Regions from separate parts of the Oryctolagus cuniculus genome. Here region 1 is linked to region 2. The links are chromatin contacts, called in public Hi-C maps. All regions are on one chromosome and are shown on one strand. Each heading gives the region's core, a stretch centred on a gene start, on an enhancer-like site or on the middle of the called end of the contact. The rest is flanking DNA. Distances are from core to core; before and after follow the strand shown.

What was found. Hi-C and Micro-C count contacts between places; a contact is called where the count stands out from the background.
Region 1: a contact with region 2 is called in a Hi-C map of psoas muscle, with 2.4 times the contacts expected there. The contact joins the promoter of ST8SIA5 here to the promoter of PIAS2 in region 2. A contact is called at or near these places in 2 of 6 Hi-C or Micro-C datasets (psoas muscle and an unstated tissue).

The regions. Positions count from the first base shown.
Region 1 is chr10:30,772,643-30,778,181 of mOryCun1.1, forward strand. It overlaps ST8SIA5 (ST8 alpha-N-acetyl-neuraminide alpha-2,8-sialyltransferase 5), which reads left to right and starts at 2,651. Exons shown (of 8, transcript XM_051851247.2): 1 at 2,651-3,128. The coding sequence starts at 2,998.
Region 2 is chr10:30,638,519-30,643,792 of mOryCun1.1, forward strand. It overlaps PIAS2 (protein inhibitor of activated STAT 2), which reads left to right and starts at 1,925. Exons shown (of 15, transcript XM_070050211.1): 1 at 1,925-3,103. The coding sequence starts at 2,985.

The DNA of each region.
Region 1 (5,539 bases), core at 1,401-3,900, 130 kb after region 2:
CTTTTCTGTAAGTGCACTTTGCTGCAATTTAGGAATTCTTAGGATAATTTGGGGTCATTACTTTCAAATAGATTTGTTCCTTTTTTCCCAGGAAGCATGCATCACAAGACAGATCAGAGTGGGCACTGGCGGGGGTAGAGGATAAGCAGGAACAGAAAGGAAGCAGGAGGGAGCCTGGCCTGGTGAAAACATGGGGGTATCTCACAGGAGAAAGCTCAGTGCTCTGTCTGCCTGGGACCTGCGTGTGGCACCTGCTGCATGGTCTGTGTGACCCAGTGCAAAGTCAATGCAGGGCCCCTTGTTCAAAGATCTGAAGGCAGCAGGAGCACCAAGGGGGATGGTGTGGGTGTGGGGGGACAGTGGCACAGGTCCCACTCCCTGCCTGTGTGTTTGGAGCAAAGAGCCAGCTCCAGGCATCCAAGGACTTCGTGTTGGGTAAGTTATTTAGGGCAGTTAGTGCTTTAGTATCTTCAGTTGTAAGATGAGTTAGCCGGAGGCTAGGAAGCAAAAATGCATTAATAAATGAAAGAGCGGGCACTTTTTGATGCACAAGACATGAAGCACATGCTGAGATTATTGTAATGAGGGGGCCACTATCTGTTTGAGCCCCTCTCCCCCCTCCCCTTTTTAAGATTTATGTATTTGAAAGACAGAGGGAGGGAGGGAGAAAGAGAGAGTGCTTCCATCTGCTAGTTCACTCCGCAAATGTCCTCAATGGCTGGGGCTACGCCAGGCCAAAGCCCGGAGCCAGGAACTCCATCCAGGTCTCCTACTTGGGTGGCAGGGGCCCCAAGCACTTGGGTCATCTGCTGCTGCTTTCCCGGGTGCATTAGCTGATGTGCAGGAGCTGGATCCCATATTGTAGCCAGCGGGACATACACCCATTTTCTTTTTTTTTTTTTCTCTCTCTCTTTTCTTGACAGGCAGAGTGGACAGTGAGAGAGAGAGACAGAGAGAAAGGTCTTCCTTTTCCGTTGGTTCACCCTCCAATGGCCGCTGTGGCCAGCGCACCGAGCTGATCCGAAGCCAGGAGCCAGGTGCTTCTCCTGGTCTCCCATGTGGGTGCAGGGCCCAAGGACTTGGGCCATCCTCCACTGCCTTCCCAGGCCACAGAAGAGAGCTGGACTGGAAGAGGAGCAACCGGGACAGAATCCGGTGCCCCGAGCGGAACTAGAACCCGGTGTGCCGGCGCCGCAGGCAGAGGATTAGCCTATTGAGCCGCGGCACCGGCCATACACCCATTTTCTTACAATGTCTTTATTTTCACCTTGGTTGAGGCAAGGGGAGGGGAGAGAATTTTTTATCGACTGGTTCACGCCCCAAATGTCCACAACAGCCAGGGCTAGGCCAGATGGAATCCAGGAGCCAGGAACTCAATCAAGACCTCCCATGTGGAAGGCAGGGACCCACGTGGTTGAGCCTCACTGGGTGTGCAGTAGCCGGAGGCTGGATGGCAAGCAGAGGTGCCGGGATTCCAGCCGGCACTGCAGTACGGGATGTGAGTGTCCCAAATAGCGACTTAACCGCTGTGCCACAAGCCGGCCCCTGAGTTCTTTAATTGGCTAAAAAGCCTACCTGTGACACCAGGGATAAATACACAAAACAACTTTCGAGACAGCAGAATCCACTTCGGCCTTGGGAGTCCAGATACATTGCAGACTGGGTGGAACGCGCACTGGAGGGGGGGGGGGTAACCGTGCGGTCTTTCCGGTTCAAAAAGGAGATCACCAAACGCCGAAATCGAGGACCGGCCTTCCGGGAAGCTTTCATCTACGTTCCATCTCTGGCTGAGCTCTGAGTCTCGGCCAGGCTCCGAGCGGACTCCCGGGCCCGATTCCAGCGCCTCTGGGAGGGGCTGGAGGGTCCCAGTGAGGGGGCCCTGGGCTCCTGCAGCCGGGGCGCGGGGTGAGCACCGCCGGGGTCGGGATGACAGGGCGGTGCGGGACTGGGGCTGGGGCAAGGATGCCTCAGGGGTCCAGACATTCGCGCTGCATTTCTGGGATCCTTCTCCCCGGCGCGCTCTCTGGAGCACAAACCTTGCCGGGCGCGCTGACCTAGTAGAGGTCGCGGAGGCCGGGGCTCCCCAAGGCGGCCAGCTGCCAGACCTAAGCTTGACGAGCGGACCCAAGGATGAGACAAGGTCCCAGTGCTGCGCAGGAGGAAGCAGCGCGCTGCGGGGGGCGGGAAGCCCCTGAATTCCTTCCTCGCTGGAGTCGGGGCGTGCGCCGTCCTTGAAGGGCAGCCGGGCTGACCTTGCGCCGCCTGCTCCGGGGCGCTCTCCAGGAGCGCGCAGGGACGCAGCCGCGGCGGTGACTCAGTGCCCTGCGCGCCGCATGCAAATGCTCCTCTCCCGCAGCCGAGCTCCGCGGCCGCGGCTTTCCCGTCCGGCCCCCATTTGACTTCCACGATTGCAGCCCGGCGTTTTCCGCACCTCCCCACAGCCAGCCCGTCACCAGCGGACCGTGCGGGTGCTCTGTCGCCCACCTCCCACCCGCTGAACTGTAGGCCGACCTCCGAGCTGCCGAGCTTCGGGCCGGCTTGGGCAGGCTCTGCGCGCTGGGCCCCCGCGCCCGGGAGCAGGGCCGAAGGGGGCGGCGCGCCGGGGCGCACGGCGGACGGAGCCCGCTCCCCATTGGCCAACGCTTCGGCGGGAGGGGACGGCCCCGGCGCGCGGCACCTGGCGTCGCCCCTCCGCTGGGAAACCGGCGGCTCCCCGGCACCCGCGCGCACGGGCAGAGACGTCGGAGGGAAGGCCCGGGGCCGCGGCCGCGCTCCCTGCGGCCGGATCAGTCCTGCTTGCCGCCCAGGGGCCAGTCGCGTCCGGATGCCCCCCGAGCTGCAGCCGCGCCAGCCGGAAACTTTGCCCCGCCAAGTCCTCCGCCCGCCTGACCGCGCCGAGAGGTGCCGGGCCCGCCGCGCGGCCCCCGGGGGCCCGGAGCCCCGCGCGCGATCGCCGGGCCGCCCCGCGCCCCGCGCCTGCGGCACCCGGCCGCCAGGATGCGCTACGCAGACCCCTCGGCTAACCGGGATTTGTTGGGGAACCGAACTTTGCTCTTCATTTTCATCTGCGCCTTCGCTTTGGTGACCTTGCTGCAGCAGATCCTGTACGGCAGGAACTACATCAAGAGGTGAGAAAGTCGGCGGGGCGGCGCCGCGCCCTCGGGAGCGGCCGTGGGGTCCGCGCGCAGGCCCCGGCGCCGCGAAGCGCGTCTCCGCCCTCCCGGCCAGGGCACTGCGCGAGTTCGGCGCCAGCCGGCGGCCCCGGCAACTTAGTTCTGCGGTGAAAAACGGGCTGGGGGCGGGTTGGCATAACGCGTGGCCGGACTGACTCCAGGTCCACCTAAGTGCCCGGAGCCGTCCTGGGGGTCGCAGCCGAGCCTCCCACACCGCCTCGAGCTCACGGCCGTGGGGTGGGAGCAGGGGCGCGAGATGCTGTTTTTCGGTCTGTTGATTGAACCTTCAGTTTTTGGAGGGACTCCGGGGGGGGGGGCGGGGAGACGCACCCCCTCCCCGAGTCGGATTAGGTGGAGGTGGTGGCCGGCCGTGGCCGTGCGTTAGGGACAGGGAATCCTCACAATCCCGTGGCCACCGAGTCTGCTGTGAAACGTGCACCCTGGCCCCTTCCGAAACAGACGGTACTCAGCCTTGGCGCAAACGGTCAAAGCGGTCCTCTGCCCCCGGCCACGGGCGAGCCCGGGGAGGAGAAAGCTGCGGAAGGCGTCGCTGAGAAACGCGCTCACGGGCTGCGTCCCCGCAGGCAGAAGATGGGCTAGGCACCTGCCGCTGCCTTCTGTGGGCTCTGCCGGCTTCTGGGGGAGACGCTCGGGTTACTCTGCCTGGTCTGGGGACTGAGGGAGGTTCGGTTGTAGGGCTCTCGCGTATCAGAGATGCGGGGAAATAGACACCTCCCACCCCGTTTTTACTGGAGCGTTTTTTTCTCTGCTGCGTGTGTCCCTCTTGCTGTCTCTTTCCCCTTCTGATAGGGAACAAATACGCCTCTCCTGCTCCGCAAGCATCTCCTCTCCTCTGCTCTTTCAAATGATCAGCAGGTGTTCTTTCTGTGCCCTTGGGGTTTGAAATGGGTCAGGCGTGCTCTTCATCTGGGCTGCCCAGGAGGATAGGAGGCCGGGGATTGCACCTGCTTCTCTCCCCGCATTGAGCGCGCCTGCCTTGGCTGTGACTTCCCCCAGAGCTGTGCCCCACACTTGTCTCCCACAGTCCCTGCCACAGACCTTTCGCAGAGAGCCTCTTCCCTAATGGAGGACAGCTCGTGTATGGCACTTGGTGGCTTCAAAGGACATTTTCAGAGCTTCCTGACTCGTTGGATCTGGTTGGGGCTGCCTCTTGTTTTGGTTCCTGCCACTCGGAGATGATCCTGTGCAAGGACAGCTGAGTCCCGGAACCGGCCTGCTGCCTGTGGGCCTGTAGGCCCTTTGCCTAATGCTGTTTTGGCACTTGCTCCTCAGCAGAGCTGTGCTGGGTTCCTGCCCCCTGCTGGAGCCTCCCTAGAGTTGCTGGGGGCTGCTGGGAGTTCTTCTGCCTTGTCAACAGGAGCTCAGTGTCTGTGCCCATGGCAGGTGCCAGCCCAGTTACCACCTGCTTGCTCTGGCAGGATGGGCCTGCTCTTGGGGGCTGGGCCAGCTGCCTGGAGTTCAGCAGGTGTACCTGTTGCCTCCTGTTCGCACACAGAGACCTGGACCCCCTAACTCCCACAGATGCCACCTTTCCAGTCTCACTCTGGGGACTCGGATTAATCTGATGAAGCTAGCGTGTGCCCATCCTGGACCGGTGCAAAGCTTATGAATGCCCCATCCTGGAAGAGTGCCTTGGGGTAAAGGAGATGATGCAGTTCAAGGCTCAGGGGGCTCGAAGTCCACTTGAGGAGAGAGGGAGCAAGTGTTAAATTGTCTGAGAAGATAGGCACTTATGGCTAGAATAGTTAGGGAAGACTGCCTGGAGGAGGCAGACTTGAAAGAAGGGTAAGTTTTGGATAGAGGAGGGGATGTGCACATCCAGAAATAAAAAGTGTGGGAGAAAAGGTAGAGATGTGTGGGACACTGCCCCCTCTCATCTCTCCCACACTTGCCTGTGCTGCTGCACTTGGCTTTATCATTAGGTTCTCTGTCAGGGAGGCTGCCCCGATCCAGGACTGGATTGTGGCTGCCACAGCACTTCCACCCAAAACACCCGCTCACGTGTCTTGTTCCTACATGGATCGTGCTTGTGATGAACTGACCTGGCGTGACTGTTGATCTGCCACCTGCCTAGATATGCCCGTTGTCCAAGGTTCCTCAAGCAGGGGTCCCGGGGCTGCCTGCCTCAGAAGCACCCAGAGGGCTGTGGGAATGCAGATTCCTGGGCCCCTGGCTCAGACTTTCTGGGGTGGGATCTGGAACCTGGCTTTTTAGCATCCCTCCGCTCTCCCTAACTGCTCCAGACCAGCGATCTCAGTGGAGGGCACCTTGGCCCCAGGCAATGTGCTGAGATGCGGGGGTAGGGTGTGGGGGTGGGGGGCACAGAAGGCACTTCTGCCGGCCGG
Region 2 (5,274 bases), core at 675-3,174:
AAATATTTTTTAAAAAGAAAAATATCTGGGAAGTTTGCGCTTGGTAATAGGAAGAGAAGTAGGCAGTGGAAAGGAAAAGAAAGACGTTAAAAATAACATTAAGGTTTGATAGACTCAGGATGGGAACTATTAAGACAGATGATTATAATTAAACTCAATATTCAATGCACAGTTCATCTAAGTTGAATATTCCTTTCTAAAGTTTCTAGGATATTTCAAATGGTTCTTACTAGTTTTTTTTTTTTTAATATTTTATTTATTTAAAAGGCAGAGTTACAGAGAGGCAGAGAGAGGTCTTCCATCTGCTGATTCATTCCCCAGATGGCCACAATGGCCACAGCTGGGCCCCTCCGAAGCCAGGAACCTCTTCCAGGTCTCCTATGTGGGTGCAGGGGCCCAAGGACTTGGGCCATCTTCTGCTGCTTTCCTAGGCCATAAAAGAAAGCTGGATCAGAGGTGGAGCAGCTGGGACTTGAACCGGCAGCTGGATGGGATGCCAGCACTACAGGTGGAGGCTTTACCCACTATGCCACAGTGCCGACCCCCTTACTACTTCTTAAATGAATGCTTGTTAGTATTATTTTTTAGTATATGTTCATCAGCTCTTTAGGCACAAAGAGTTTACAATCTTTCACTCTGTAAGTGCATAAAGTACACCCATATATCTCATTTCCTTTGATCCTCAACACCCTGAGAGTAGGTATAATCATTTGTCTTACAGGTTAGAAAAACTAGATTGTGGCATAGCAGGTTAAGCTGCCATTTGTTTCCAGCATCCCATGTGGGCACTGGCTGGTGTCCTGGTAGTTCCATTTCTGATCCAGCTCCTTGCTAATGCTCCTGGGAAAGCAGTGGAAGATGGCTTAAGTCCTTGGACCCCTGAACTCACGTGGGAGACCCCAGAAGAGGCTCCAGGATCCTGACTGGCCCAGCTCCAGCCATTGCGGCCATTTGATGAGAGAACCAGTGGAGGAAGATTTCTCTCTCTGCCTCTGCCTCTCTGTAATGCAGAGAAAGGCAGTTACAGAAAGAGGTAGAAACAGAGAGGTCTTCCATCTACTGGTTCACTCCCCAGATGGCCGCAACGGCTGGAGTTGCACCAATCCAAAGCCAGGAGCCAGGATCTTCTTCTGGGTCTTCTATGTGGGTACAAGGGCCCAAGGACTTGGGCCATCTTCTGTTATCCCAGGCCATAGCAGAGAGCTGGATCAGAAGAGGAGTAGCTGGGACAAGAACCGGCGCCCATATGGGATGCCGTTACTTCAGGCCAGGGCTTTAACCTGCTGCACCACAGCGCCGGCCCCAATGCTGCCTTTCAAATAAGATAATAAAAAATCCTGACAAGTACATAGATAGGGTGAATGTCAAGGCCAATTCTGGTTTTGCCATTTTACAGATAGCCAGCACTAATTGGAGTCACTTGTCTGGTTTTGATTTAACTGCTGCCTAGGAGGACATAATAGTTCTTTTTGGCTTAAGCCATTCTGGGACAGCACCTAGAACTCAGCAGTCAAACCTCCCCAACTCAGCCAGCAGCTGCTACACATTGAGGAAGGGGCAGAAAGGATGCTGAAGAAGTCACTACAATGAACACCAGGAAATCTCCTGCTTCCAACAGTTTTGTTCACGTTGGTCCCTCCTATGTTAACTTCCTTGGCAGCAGGGCTATGTTTGTTTTCTTTGCATCTTTCTATTCCTCTAAAGCTCCTAGCTTAGTGGCATTAATTTAATATCTGTTAAACAATGATAAAAACCCTAGATGTAATCAAAGCTTAAGGAGAATAAACCAAGAGCAAGAATAAGGCAAGCTAAGATAACAAAGCTAACAATCGCCTTTACACACTTTCATTCAGTCCTTCATTCATTAAACAATGATTTGTCAGTCGTTTACCAATCATTACAGCCTAATGGGTTTAGATTTTAAGATAAAAATTTTGAGCAATACTTTTATTATGTATAATAATCACATAAACACCTAGATAATTAACATGAAGGCATGAAGGAAAAGTTCAGGGTCCTGTGAGCACTTATAACAGGTGTCAAAAGGCAAAATTACAAGTTAAGATCTTAATTAGCTTTTCTTCAGGATTTTCAGGCAGTTTCTCTGGTGGGTTCAACAACTGTGGATTGCAACTGGGTCAGACACCACTCCTGGGCAAAACACCCAAGTGTTGTAGAGAGACATCCTGACTGACTACGGATCAGTCTGTGACCTGTGATTGACTGCAGCTCAGAAGACCCAGCTAGTTAATGCAAACACATACTAAGCACAGACTCAAAGTAAGGAGGCGCCCTCCGGCCTACAAGTAGCTTAACACAGGATCGGAACCCAAATGGGGGATGTGGATGGAACCAAGTTTTTAGAAAGAAGTGGCAATCGGATGTAGAAGATGAACAGGAGTTAGAGAAGCTAAGAAAAAGACTGGGAATTACTCTCGGCCGCAGGACCAACATTTAGCTGTCTGAAAACTTGGTGGGAGGTGGAGGGGAGGTTTGCTGGATGCAGGGACTGGAAGATGTGCAGCCAGTGGGCTCCGAGGGGGTGTAGGTGGAGGCAGCAGGTAGGAGCGGATGAGACAGGGCCTTGTACATCACACGGTCTTAAAAGTCCTCTCGTGGGTGAGTTCGCGGCCTCTTCAAGGAATCGGAGCCGGGGGCCGGCCCGGCGGGTCTCTGGCCAGCTGGACTCAGCATCTTCTCTCATCCTTCATCAGCACATTAGGGTGCCACTCTGCCTTGGCATCTCCTTCTTCGCTGGGTCTCACATTTCCCTGACCCCTCCACTTTTTATCAAGGCCCTTCTTCACTTCTTCCCCAGCGCCACCAACCCCCGCCCCGCAAGGCTGCAGTCCGTGACATTCAGGCGCCCTTCAAAGTCGTCAGGAATCAGCCAGGTGAGCCCTCGGACATTAGCAATTGAGAGGTCTCACCCAGGCCGCGCCAACGCCCATATTTAAATTGTTCCGCCACAACTAGCCTGGGGGATGGTTTATTTGCTGCCGCTGCTCCGTCTCCAGCCACCATGTGAAGGGCGCCGCGTGAATCTGCCCGAAGGTTCCCGTCACGAGTCCCGGCCACCTCTTCAGGTCGGGCCCTCCGCCAGGTCCGCTGGTAACGCTGCGATCTCTACGGCGCTTCGGGGAGTGGGCACGGACCCCCGCGAGGGGCAGGGAAGAGGCGATGCGGCGCCGAGCAGGGCCAGGCCGCGGGACCGGACGCCGGAAGCGTGCGGGGAGCCGGCTGGCGCGGGAGCGGGCGGGCGGAAGGCGCGGGCGGAAGGCGGCCTCGCGGGTGGGCAGGGGGCGCCGCGAGGGGCGGGGCGGTGGCGCGCCGGGGGCGGGGCTCCCGCGCCGGTCACGTGAGGGGCCCGGCGGTAGCGGCGGCGGCGGCCGCGGCGTTTTCAGCGGCGCCCAGTGCAGGATGGTGCTGGAGGCGGCGGCGGCCGTGGTGGCTGCGGCGTCGTTGGCGGTAGCGGGAAGGGGTGCGGTGGCGGCAGTGGCGGCGGAGCCCGCGGGTGGTATAAAATGGCGGATTTCGAGGAGTTGAGGGTAAGCAGGGCCGCGGGAGTGGAGAGTGGAGGCCGCGGGGGAGGGGTTGGGGAGGGAGGCGGGGAAGCCGCAGCGTCGCCGGCCGCCGCCGCCTTGTTTCGCCGGGGCCGGTTGGCGGCGCCCCGAGCCCGGCCCGCGTGAGGGCGGGCGCCGAGCGCGCGGGAGGGGAGCGAGCCGGTGGAGGACGCGGGGGCGGCGGCCTGGGCCGCGGGCGGGCGGGCGGTCGTTCGAGGGCCGGCCGCTGCGGGCCGGCTCTCCGCACACCTGGCGCGGGGTCGGGGCGCCCTCGCGGGGGCACGTGGGGTCCGACTCCCCGCTCCGCCTGAGGGCCCAGGTGGTGAACGGCGTGTGATTTTCCACCCTGGGGTGGGGGGTGGGGGGTCCGTGTGCGTGGCGATCCCGAAGTCTACTTGGCGGACGCCTGTTTGGTGAGACGTGAAGTTGCGTTTCGGGAATTTTTTTTCTTCCTTCCCTGATGGCTGATGCTACCGTTTGGTCAGGTGTGCCAGGGAAGGGGCCCCTTCCTCCCTCCACTGCTTCCCCCCGTCGTCGGGAGAAGCGTGGGCCTTTGGCAACCCTGCCTTCAACAACCGGCCTCGAACCTTGGTATTTCCTTAGTGCCGTGGAAAGAAAACTGCAAAGTCCGAGGTGACATGAGGTTTTTCCGTGCACTCTTTCTGCTCTTGAAGAGAAAAAAAAATCTTGTCGTCTTAGCCTTGGAACAAGGTCATAACTTTACTGTTGCTACCGTTGTTGAATAGAAGAGATTTAAGTTGAGGTGCCATGGGGGAGAACGGACAAGACCCCCACCCCCGCCGAGACTGATAACCTTCGGAGACTCCGCACCTGAAACAGACCAGGTGTGATCCATGAGCCCGCTTTATTTTATATGGATCACTGAATTACTAGCGACATAAATAGGAAATTTAGAGTCAGAAATGCCGATTTTTTAAAAAATTTCAAAGTAGGAGAGAGTGGTGAGCGTGGAATTAACGGCAAGCAGTTTGCGTAACAGACGAATGTGCTAGGTTGGTTGGTTCGGATACGGAGGAGCAGCGATCCAGTAGAGGATTGAGTTTGAGGTAGGGTAAGGTTGTTGGTTGGTAGCTGATGGAGAGGACCAGAGGGAAAGAGGTGTGTTTTCCACTAAAGGAGCTTGTTGTAGGTTGCACAATGTAACTGTTGTTTTCCCTCCTGTTTTTAAAAGAATTGTTTATTTTCCAGGAAGAGAAAAGTATGTTTGTACATGTTACACCCCATACTAATTTATACAGAGAGCCATGGTAGACAGGGTAAGGGTGTTGATGTTTAAGGCTAAGGGCTGTAGTAGCTCAGGTCCAGCTGTAGAGCTATTAACACCTGTGGAGCTTTTGAAACAACCAGGCCAGACACCTTGAGCCTTGAGTTTAGGATGGGTTGATAAAACTGAACGTTGAAGTTCAATTTGTTTTTATTTTTACCTGCAGCATAGTCTTAATTTTTGTTGCGGTAAAAGATGTAACTCTTCCCGGTCTTTTGTTGATGAAAACTTTTCCAAATGTGTTTTAGGCTTTTCTAACTGTTGTCAGTCAAAACTGAATATGAAGTGGAGAACTAACTTACTGGTACATATCTGGCAGAAGGGGCAGTCGGTGCTGAGGTTCAAGTGGGACCAGAAACTGTAAAGTAGTGCAAACCAGAGAAATGGTTTTTTGTTTTGTTTTGCTGCTGCTGCTGCTGTTTTTTC